Linked DNA regions of Mus musculus: all the other regions are linked to region 1. A link is a contact called in public HiChIP or PLAC-seq data. All regions are on one chromosome and are shown on one strand. The core of a region is the stretch at or near the end of the contact, and the rest is flanking DNA. Distances in the headings are between cores, read along the strand shown.

Region 1 (2,809 bases), core at 125-2,624:
CTGGCCCTTAAGTTTCACATACTCCGCCTGATGTACGAGGGTCCATTCCTCTGCTAAGCCAAAGTGAGCTGTATTCATTCCTGCAGTATCTGGAGCCTTCCTCACGCCTTTGCCTCCACAGTTCTTCAGTCTGTGTCTTCCCGAGGTTTCCCATCCAGGCTCATCCCTACTTCTCTAATGGAGGAACCGGAACTGCTCTTTGATTTGAGTTTCCATGGTGCCTGTTTGTGCTTCTGTTGCTTATTTCCTGCACCACCATTTTGTATGGTTGTTTATGTTTCCTCATTAACCCGTGAAAGGAAACTCATTTATGTGCCTGGAAGTCTGAGAAAGCTTTCTGAGTTATATGAACCTTTTGTTTTTATGTAGTTGTTGTGATTATGTGCTTTAAATTTTAAATATTTGTAAAGAGAAGACTGAAAAGTGGAAATGTGATTGTTAGTTTTAAATCTTAAGACCTGTAAGGAACCTTAGCAGTCACCCATTGATATTGGTCTTCTGTAGATGTTTTTGTCTACCCGACAACTGCTAACACCCCACCACTCCCACCCGCACTTACCTCTGGCTACTTAGCAAGTTCTTGCTGAATTTACTGACATGCCACCACGCCCCACCCTATGACTGTTTTTGCATCTGTGTGTGTGTGTGTGTGTGTATGTGTATTGCAAAGTGTTATTTCTCTAGGGAGAGCTCTCTACAGATGTGTGTGTTTTAGAAGAAACAATTAATGTCTCGGTGGGTAAAGGTGCTTGCCATCAGACTTGATGACAAAAGTCAGATCCTCAAAATCCAAGGAGGAAGGACAGAACTGACTCACCTGGATGACAGACCGCTGACCTGCTCATGCAGGCTGTGGACATGTGACCCCCTACCCCAACCCCAGCCTTACAATAAATAAAATTAAAGAAAGAAGGAAATATTTAAAACAACAACAAAATCCTAGTGCTACTCTTTTGTTGTACTAGGGATAGAGCCCCAGGACCATGATCATGTCAGGCAAGAAGTGCACCCTCAAGCTCGCAAGGCCCACCCCACAGTCAGGAGGAATAGCGATTGTGGGAGTCACCAAGCAGTAAGCTAAAACTGCAAGGCACAACTCTCCAGTAGGTGGCAGCAGGAACTCACAAACTCAGCAGATCAGGCCCACAGACTGGATTTTACCTTTCTTTCCTCTTCTCTCTCTCTCTCTCTCTCTCTCTCTCTCTCTCTCTCTCTCTCTCTCTCTCTCTCTCTGTGTGTGTGTGTGTGTGTGTGTGTAAACAGGAATCCTGTATTTCCAGTTTTTCAAAAGAACAAGTCACTGAGAAGCAGAAACAAGCACTTGGTTGGAGATAAATGTCTAGACAAGTGCTAGGCATCTATTAAATCCTTGGCTATTTCTAAAGCTCTAGGAGATTTTCTATGAGCCTTCTGGAGCCTACCCATGCCTCATTAGCAGTTCGGTTCAGCTTGAAATTTGGTTCTTGTGCAAATGTCAGTCATTTGGGGAGGATTTAGATTAGGCTACTTTTTGGCCCCTATAGATAGAGTTTGAAAGCATGTTTTCCTGTGTGCAAGGGTATGGGCAAAAGAACCTGATAGTCTGGCACTGGCACATGAGGAGAGACATGTAGGCCTTCAGAGACAGACTGGGTCCTTTTTGTTGTGACAATGGCTTCTGGTTTTCTATGTTAGCTGTCCACAAACCAGAACTCCTACCATCTTCAGTGACCAAGCAGTTCCTGATTGTGAGCCCTCTAACTGAGAGATGGATGAAGAATTTGGACATTTAAGACATAGTGATTATAATTGTACAGTCCTAAGTTCAGAACATGCAGTCACACAACAGAACGGAGTAAATATTTTAAATCTGAAAGATTCTGGAAAATCCAGGATTTATACAAGGGATGGTCTGAAGTGATAGTGTATCCGTGGGGCAGGCATCCAACTATTAGACAACTGCCTTTGAAAGGTGGTATTAGATGATCCTGCATTGAGCCAAGTGTCATGAGCAGACAACGCATATGGTAATAGTCCAGAAGATGAGGAAATCACATTGGTTACATTAATATAAACAATATCTGCTGTTGTCTAACTGTAATTCACATTTCCATAGAGTTTCAGAGCTCCCAAAACACTTCCATCAGATTCCATTTCTTTTTTTTTTTTCCATTTTTTATTAGGTATTTAGCTCATTTACATTTCCAATGCTATACCAAAAGTCCCCCATACCCACCCACCCCCACTCCCCTACCCACCCACTCCCCCTTTTTGGCCCTGGCGTTCCCCTGTACTGGGGCATATAACGTTTGTGTGTCCAATGGGCCTCTCTTTCCAGTGATGGCCGACTAGGCCATCTTTTGATACATATGCAGCTAGAGTCAAGAGCTCCGGGGTACTGGTTAGTTCATAATGTTGTTCCACCTATAGGGTTGCAGATCCCTTTAGCTCCTTGGGTACTTTCTCTAGCTCCTCCATTGGGAGCCCTGTGATCCATCCATTAGCTGACTGTGAGCATCCACTTCTGTGTTTGCTAGGCCCCGGCATAGTCTCACAAGAGACAGCTACATCTGGGTCCTTTCGATAAAATCTTGCTAGTGTATGCAATGGTGTCAGCGTTTGGATGCTGATTATGGGGTGGATCCCTGGATATGGCAGTCTCTACATGGTCCATCCTTTCATCTCAGCTCAAAACTTTGTCTCTGTAACTCCTTCCATGGGTGTTTTGTTCCTAATTCTAAGGAGGGGCATAGTGTCCACACTTCAGTCTTCATTCTTCTTGAGTTTCATGTGTTTAGCAAATTGTATCTTATATCTTAGGAATCCTAGG
Region 2 (2,809 bases), core at 121-2,620, 490 kb after region 1:
GCTGTGTGGTGAGGTGTGGGGGAAGGAGCCATCGCAGGGCCCATGCTGAGGCATCCCTTCCTCCTGAGGGACCAGCTATAGCACCATAGTATAGAAAAGAGTTTATTCAGGATATGGGGAAGGGAGTTAGGGTAGTAGAGGTGGAGAAAGGCAGAGAGAGAGGGGAGGGGAGGGGAGAGGAGGAGAGGAGGGGAGTAGAGACTGGCCATGAGGAGGACTGAGCAGGAGCAGGAAGGCAAGAGCAAGAGAGAGCAAGAGAGAAAGGAGGGGGCAAGCAGCCCCCTTTATAGAGTGTCAGACATACCTGGCAATCCAGGTAACTGTGGGGCAGAGCTTAGACAGAATGCTAACAGTGGGCATCCAAAAGATCCCCTCAGAGGCCAGAAATGTGCTTTGGCTCTCTGTAGCTGGCGTTGCAGGCTGCTCTGAACTGTACGGTGTGTGTGCTGAGTACCCTGTGCAGGAGTTTAACTGTGATCCATTTCTCAATTTCTTTCTCCATTTGTTAGCCAGATTTCTGCTTCTTTGACAGTTCTGTAGAGAACCAAATTAAAAAGAGGAAAGCTTCGTTCTGGCTCATGGCTTCAGACATTTGGGTTTGTGGTGAGGACAAACATGGAAGCTGGAGCCAAAGGAGGCCGGTTGCCGAGTGAGTGCAAGAGAGGCAGGAGAGGGCTGGAGCTGGGCGGCAGAGTCCACGGAATCCAAACTTTCCTTCCAGGGTCAGGGGCCCTTGGGAGATCACGGAGGTAAACAAGAGGTCACCTTCTGGGAAAGCAGAAACTTGCGAGAATCTGGAAGGTCTTTCTCCAGCTTTCCAGAAGGAATAAACAGCTGTTGGAACAGACTCTGAGCAGCCCAGCTGCAGAGAGGAGATATCTTGGATCTGTCAGCTGCCTGCATGGTGTACAGAGCGCTTCAGGGTTGCTGCTTTTGTGAGTCGTCACTCTGTTTGGGGCTTTTTGGTGATGCAGCTGTTTTTGAGCCACACCTGGTACTGTAAATAACCCCTCACCCACACTCCTGTTAGCAGACCAATAAAATCTCACTAGTTTAACCAAGTTGGACCTTGGTGTGGATGTTTCTTGGTTCTGTCATGGGGTTGGTTCCCTTTCTGAGAGAACAGATGTGTGTGTGTGTGTGTGTGTGTGTGTGTGTGTGTGTGTGTGTGTGTGTGTGTTTGTCTCCCCAGGAAGTCTATCACACACAAAGACTGGTTCCCTTTCTGAGAGAACAGATGTGTGTGTGTGTGTGTGTGTGTGTGTGTGTTGTGTCTCCCCAGTAAGTCTATCACACACAAAGACTGGTCCAACCAGTCCCTTTGAGGACGTGCACCCAATGATCTCACAGCTATTCAGGTAAGCCCCGCCTCTTAAAGGTCTCAGCACCTCCTGCTAGTGCCACAGGGCCAGCCAAGATCCGGGCAGCAACGCCCCGCACATTCTACCACGGAGCCCCAGCCCAGCCGCTTCACAGTGGATTCTTCCTGTGTTATTACTATTCCACAGGATTTGCCTAATACTTATTTACCCAATACTTATCTGTTAAAATAACAAACCTAAGAATGGTCATTGCAACCCAAATCTTTCTGTTTTTACAACCTGAAGTCTCAGCATGCTCCAGGCAAACTCCCTCCTTCCCATGCCTTAATTGCCTCTTCATTTGAGGGAAACACCAGGGGGTTTGGAGTCCTACGGAAAAGATCAGGGAAGAAAGGCGATCCAGGGCTCAGCACCCCAGCCCTGCCGATCTGACCTCGTGTTCAGGAGTACTCCACTTTCCCACAAAAGGTCAAGGACGCTCAAGACTCAACAGAAGGCTCCAGGTGCCAGGAGCGAGCCTTGCCCCAAGCAGGTGCAGAGCTGAAATCCATCGACTGAATCTTAGAAACTTCCTGCTCAATGTTTTTCTCTGTTGCTAGGAAACCTGGTTTCCTTAGCTGGTCACCGGTTAGCACCCCCTCTTGTGTCCAGAAGAGCAAAGTTCATGGTTTCAAACTTACTCCCTCCACTTCCCTCCACTTCCCTCCTCTCTCTCTCTCTCTCTCTCTCTCTCTCTCTCTCTCTCTCTCTCTCTCTCTCTCTCTCCCTTTTCTCCCTCTGTTTCTTTCCTTCTCTGACTTTCCCTCTCTGTCACACACACACACATGGGCGCGCGTGTACATGTGGATGCAGGCGGCCTCAGAGACCACACATGTTGGATCTTCCTGGAACTGGAGTTGCAGGTCACTGTGAGCAGCTCAATGTAGGTGTGGGGAACAGAACCCGGGTTCCCTGGAAGAGCAACATGCACACTTAATCACTAACTCATCTCTCTACTTAATTTTTATCATGGAATACGTAGAAAAGTATCCAGAAGTCTGGCATGCCTTTAATCCCAGCACTCAGTTTTCAGAGACAAGAGGATTTGAGTCTGAGGACAACCTGTGCTACCTGTAGATTCTGTATCTTAAAAACTAAAGAAATGAGAGGGGCTTGGTGGCCCTTGGGAGGCAGAGGCAGAGGCAGAGGCAGAGGCAGAGGCAGAGGCAGAGGCAGAGGCAGAGGCAGAGGCAGAGGCAGAGGCAGAGGCAGAGGCAGAGGCAGAGGCAGAGGCAGAGGCAGAGGCAGAGGAGGCAGAGGCAGAGGCAGAGGCAGAGGCAGAGGCAGAGGCAGAGACAGGTGGGTCTCTGTCAGTTCAAGGGCAGCAGCCTAGTCTATAAATCGAGTCCAGGACAGCCAGGGCTTTGTTACAGAGAAACCCTGTCTAGAAAAACTAAACTAAACAAACAAACAAAAAACAAAGACAGAGGACTTTGCCACTCCCTTAT
Region 3 (2,809 bases), core at 166-2,665, 270 kb after region 1:
AAAACAGTATAATGCGGGTAACTAATTGTGTGCTGGATGAATGGTTGGGGCTCTTGGTCACATGCTAGGGGACCGTTTGTGGGGAAGCGAAGATTCACAAAGACTGACAAGTCAGGGTGGAACCTGTGGACTCAGGCAGGCCTCAGGATGGTGCTGAATTGAGGCTCTGCAAGAAAGACAACAAAAGGCATTACAGGAAAGAAAGCCAGAAAGAACAACCGAGCAGAAGAGGGGAGGGCCTTGCTGCTCCCTGGCCCTAGATATAGACAGCAGAGATACGGTGACTCTCAGGACCATTTGCCCAGAGATCCCTTACTTTGCTAAACTCAAAGGCTCATGCTCCATGTTATGTTTGCGACAAGTGCCAGAGCAGGTTATAAATTGTTCCCTAGCGTTAGAGGCTTCTGGGTTGTTAAAGCCATCAGATTCACATCATGTCTTTAAAGCATGCCTTGTTACTGAATGATCCTGAAGTCTCTGCTCTCCAGGATGACTGTTCCCAGGCCCTAACTTAATCCCTTCATTTACCGTAACAAGTGGTGTTTCTACCCAGGAGACTACAACTTTAGAGTTGAGGGGCTGTCAAGCCAAAACATCAAGAAAGGTCTTTCTATCCTCTTGGAAGGAAATGTATCTCCAAAGAATGAGATTATGAAAGTGAGCCTTGACTCCAGCCCTAAAAATATACAAATGCTACATCCCTCAGAAAGGCAACCTCAGAGTCCAAACGTTTAAAATGACAGAGAGAGCTAAGCCACATTGGAACCAGAGCCAAGGCTGTGTCTGAGTGACATCCAAACATTTGGAAGGAAGGTGACAAATTCACTCGGCCATATGGTGGTTTCTTTCTGCCTTGATGCAGAGCATCCGGGGATTTTGAAACATCTCGATGACTGCTGGGTGTCTTCACAATGTTGGCGCCACGTTGGGAGTTTATCGGGGAGATGGCAAGAGAGAATGTGTAAGCCACAGGCAAGGTGGGGCTCTCAGTGGGTCCTGGGAGGCGATCCCTTGTTTACAAGGCTCTCAAACAAGAGGCCTTTCAGCTCTCTGCCTGATCTCGGTTCCCACTAGTGCTCCACAGCCTAGCCAAGCCCTTTCCACATTTTCAAGCTCTGTTGCCAATGGAGTGAGGAGAGGGATGCTCTCAGCTCTTTGGCACCAATGCTTAGCGTTAAATAGCTTTTAAATCCTGGCAGCTTTCAAATTCCCATCTCTTGGATTTTTCCCTGTGGCTTGGATGATCATTTGCTAAATATTTTACAACACATTATATTCATCTCTAAAGCTCCTGCTCCTTCCCTGCCCCCACCCCACCCCCAGCATGATTCACAAGTTAATCAACACATGCATCATCGGTTATTCATAGCACTTTCTCTAGGCACAAACACATTTAGGGATGCCTGTTAATAAAAATAGGAAGAAAAGTAACTTTAGTCAAGAGTCAAGCCCTTATCCCACACCTCTCCTGACCACAGCCCAGCATCCTTCAACATCTTTCTGTGATGAGTGGAACACAGGAATAGCGGGCTCCTCAAGAAACCAGAACTCCATAGCCATGGGAGACCTGGCTTCTCCAGCCATGGGAAACCCGAGCTAACTTGCATTTCTGGGCTTTTGTTGTTTTGCCTTTTATTTTGTTTCTTTGACTTCTGTGTTTTAGTCCAAGTGAGGAGCAAGGCAGACTCAGCAAGAGAAGGCAGGAGTAGGGGTAGGGGGAAGGTGTGTGGAAGGATTCAGCTTAGAAGTAGAGCATGTGCTTAACCTGTGTTGGTGTCACAGTGCAGATTCCAACTTGTGGGTCTGAAGTCCAAAACCAGAGGGACTGTCATCAAAAAAGGCAGCTGCCACAGCATTCCAGAGATTTTTTTCCTTGACCATCAGATAGCAAGTCCTTGGCATGAGTGGGGACCTGACCTGTGTGTTGTCTACTACAACTATGATACTGAGGAAAGGAGGCAGGATGTTGGTTCCAGGGATGGAGGATGCCCAGAGTGAGGACTGGGATATGGCTCTTTATTCTCTCCTAATCACGAGGGCAAGAGTCATAGTTCATTTCCATCATGACATCACAGTGTGATCATACGATCAAAGAGTTGAAGAGTCTGTCCTTCACTAAATGGATGCTTTCCTGATTTCCTCTTTCCTCACCCTATCCTGGTTATTAGTCTGGTTCCTGCATGCATCAATACCCTGTTATCTGCAGATTCCATCCCTTGTCTGTGACTGGCGGCACACTTGGACACACACACAGAGGGGGGGAGGGAGAGAGAGGGGTAGGGAGAGAGAGAGAGAGAGAGAGAGAGAGAGAGAGAGAGAGAGAGAGAGAGAGAATATGTTTTAAAAGATATTAAGAAGCTGGCGGGGCTGGTGAGATGGCTCAGTGGGTAAGAGCACCCGACTGCTCTTCCGAAGGTCAGGAGTTCAAATCCCAGCAACCACATGGTGGCTCACAACCATCCAATCACGAGATCTGACTCCCTCTTCTGGAGTGTCTGAAGACAGCTACAATGTACTTACATATAATTAATAAATAAATAAATAAATAAATAAATAAATAAATAAATCTTTAAAAAAAAAAAAAAAAAAAGAAGCTGGCACATGGTAGTCCTAACTAGTCAGGAGGCTGGCATGGGAGAATTGCTTGAACCTAGAGATTTGAGGACAGACAGCCTGGTCAACAAAGCAAGTTCTTGCTTGAAAAATGAATCAACTCATGAACACAGACTGGGGAGGTGGTTTAGTGAGTATGCTGCTTGTTATGCTCGCATGAAGACTTTAGTTCCGATCCCCAGTGTCCATGTAGAAG

The links. HiChIP or PLAC-seq counts read pairs in DNA pulled down with a chosen protein or histone mark.
Region 2: a contact with region 1 is called in a FOXA1 HiChIP or PLAC-seq map of pancreatic cancer cells. The contact joins two enhancer-like sites. A contact is called at or near these places in 1 of 39 promoter capture datasets (cranial neural crest), 1 of 15 datasets of contacts at CTCF or cohesin (the NIH/3T3 cell line), 6 of 484 Hi-C or Micro-C datasets (the G1E-ER4 cell line, LSK cells, the N1E-115 cell line and 1 more), 1 of 115 datasets of contacts at active chromatin or transcription factors (pancreatic cancer cells) and 1 of 9 other capture datasets (pancreatic islet).
Region 3: a contact with region 1 is called in a FOXA1 HiChIP or PLAC-seq map of pancreatic cancer cells. The contact joins two enhancer-like sites. A contact is called at or near these places in 4 of 39 promoter capture datasets (the HPC-7 cell line, cranial neural crest, liver and 1 more), 1 of 15 datasets of contacts at CTCF or cohesin (the NIH/3T3 cell line), 3 of 484 Hi-C or Micro-C datasets (the HL-1 cell line, Th1 cells and bone marrow-derived macrophages), 4 of 115 datasets of contacts at active chromatin or transcription factors (the NIH/3T3 cell line, microglia, pancreatic cancer cells and 1 more) and 4 of 9 other capture datasets (adipose tissue, bone marrow-derived macrophages, embryonic stem cells and 1 more).

What each region holds. Positions count from the first base shown.
Region 1 is chr6:115,226,622-115,229,430 of GRCm38.p6, forward strand. All of the region lies in intron 1 of Syn2 (synapsin II), which reads left to right. Among named protein-coding and RNA genes, the nearest start is that of Timp4, 24 kb to the right of the region's middle. Within about 2 kb of position 1,375, at least 23 of the 459 cell types and tissues checked have an H3K27ac peak or open chromatin away from gene starts, as enhancers often do. A contact at or near this core is called in the HL-1 cell line, bone marrow-derived macrophages, pancreatic cancer cells and 1 more, where this site is marked.
Region 2 is chr6:115,716,506-115,719,314 of GRCm38.p6, forward strand. No RefSeq gene overlaps it. Among named protein-coding and RNA genes, the nearest start is that of Gm24008, 5.9 kb to the right of the region's middle. Within about 2 kb of position 1,371, at least 261 of the 459 cell types and tissues checked have an H3K27ac peak or open chromatin away from gene starts, as enhancers often do. A contact at or near this core is called in pancreatic cancer cells and pancreatic islet, where this site is marked.
Region 3 is chr6:115,492,231-115,495,039 of GRCm38.p6, forward strand. No RefSeq gene overlaps it. Among named protein-coding and RNA genes, the nearest start is that of Gm36301, 26 kb to the right of the region's middle. Within about 2 kb of position 1,416, at least 73 of the 459 cell types and tissues checked have an H3K27ac peak or open chromatin away from gene starts, as enhancers often do. A contact at or near this core is called in the HL-1 cell line, bone marrow-derived macrophages and pancreatic cancer cells, where this site is marked.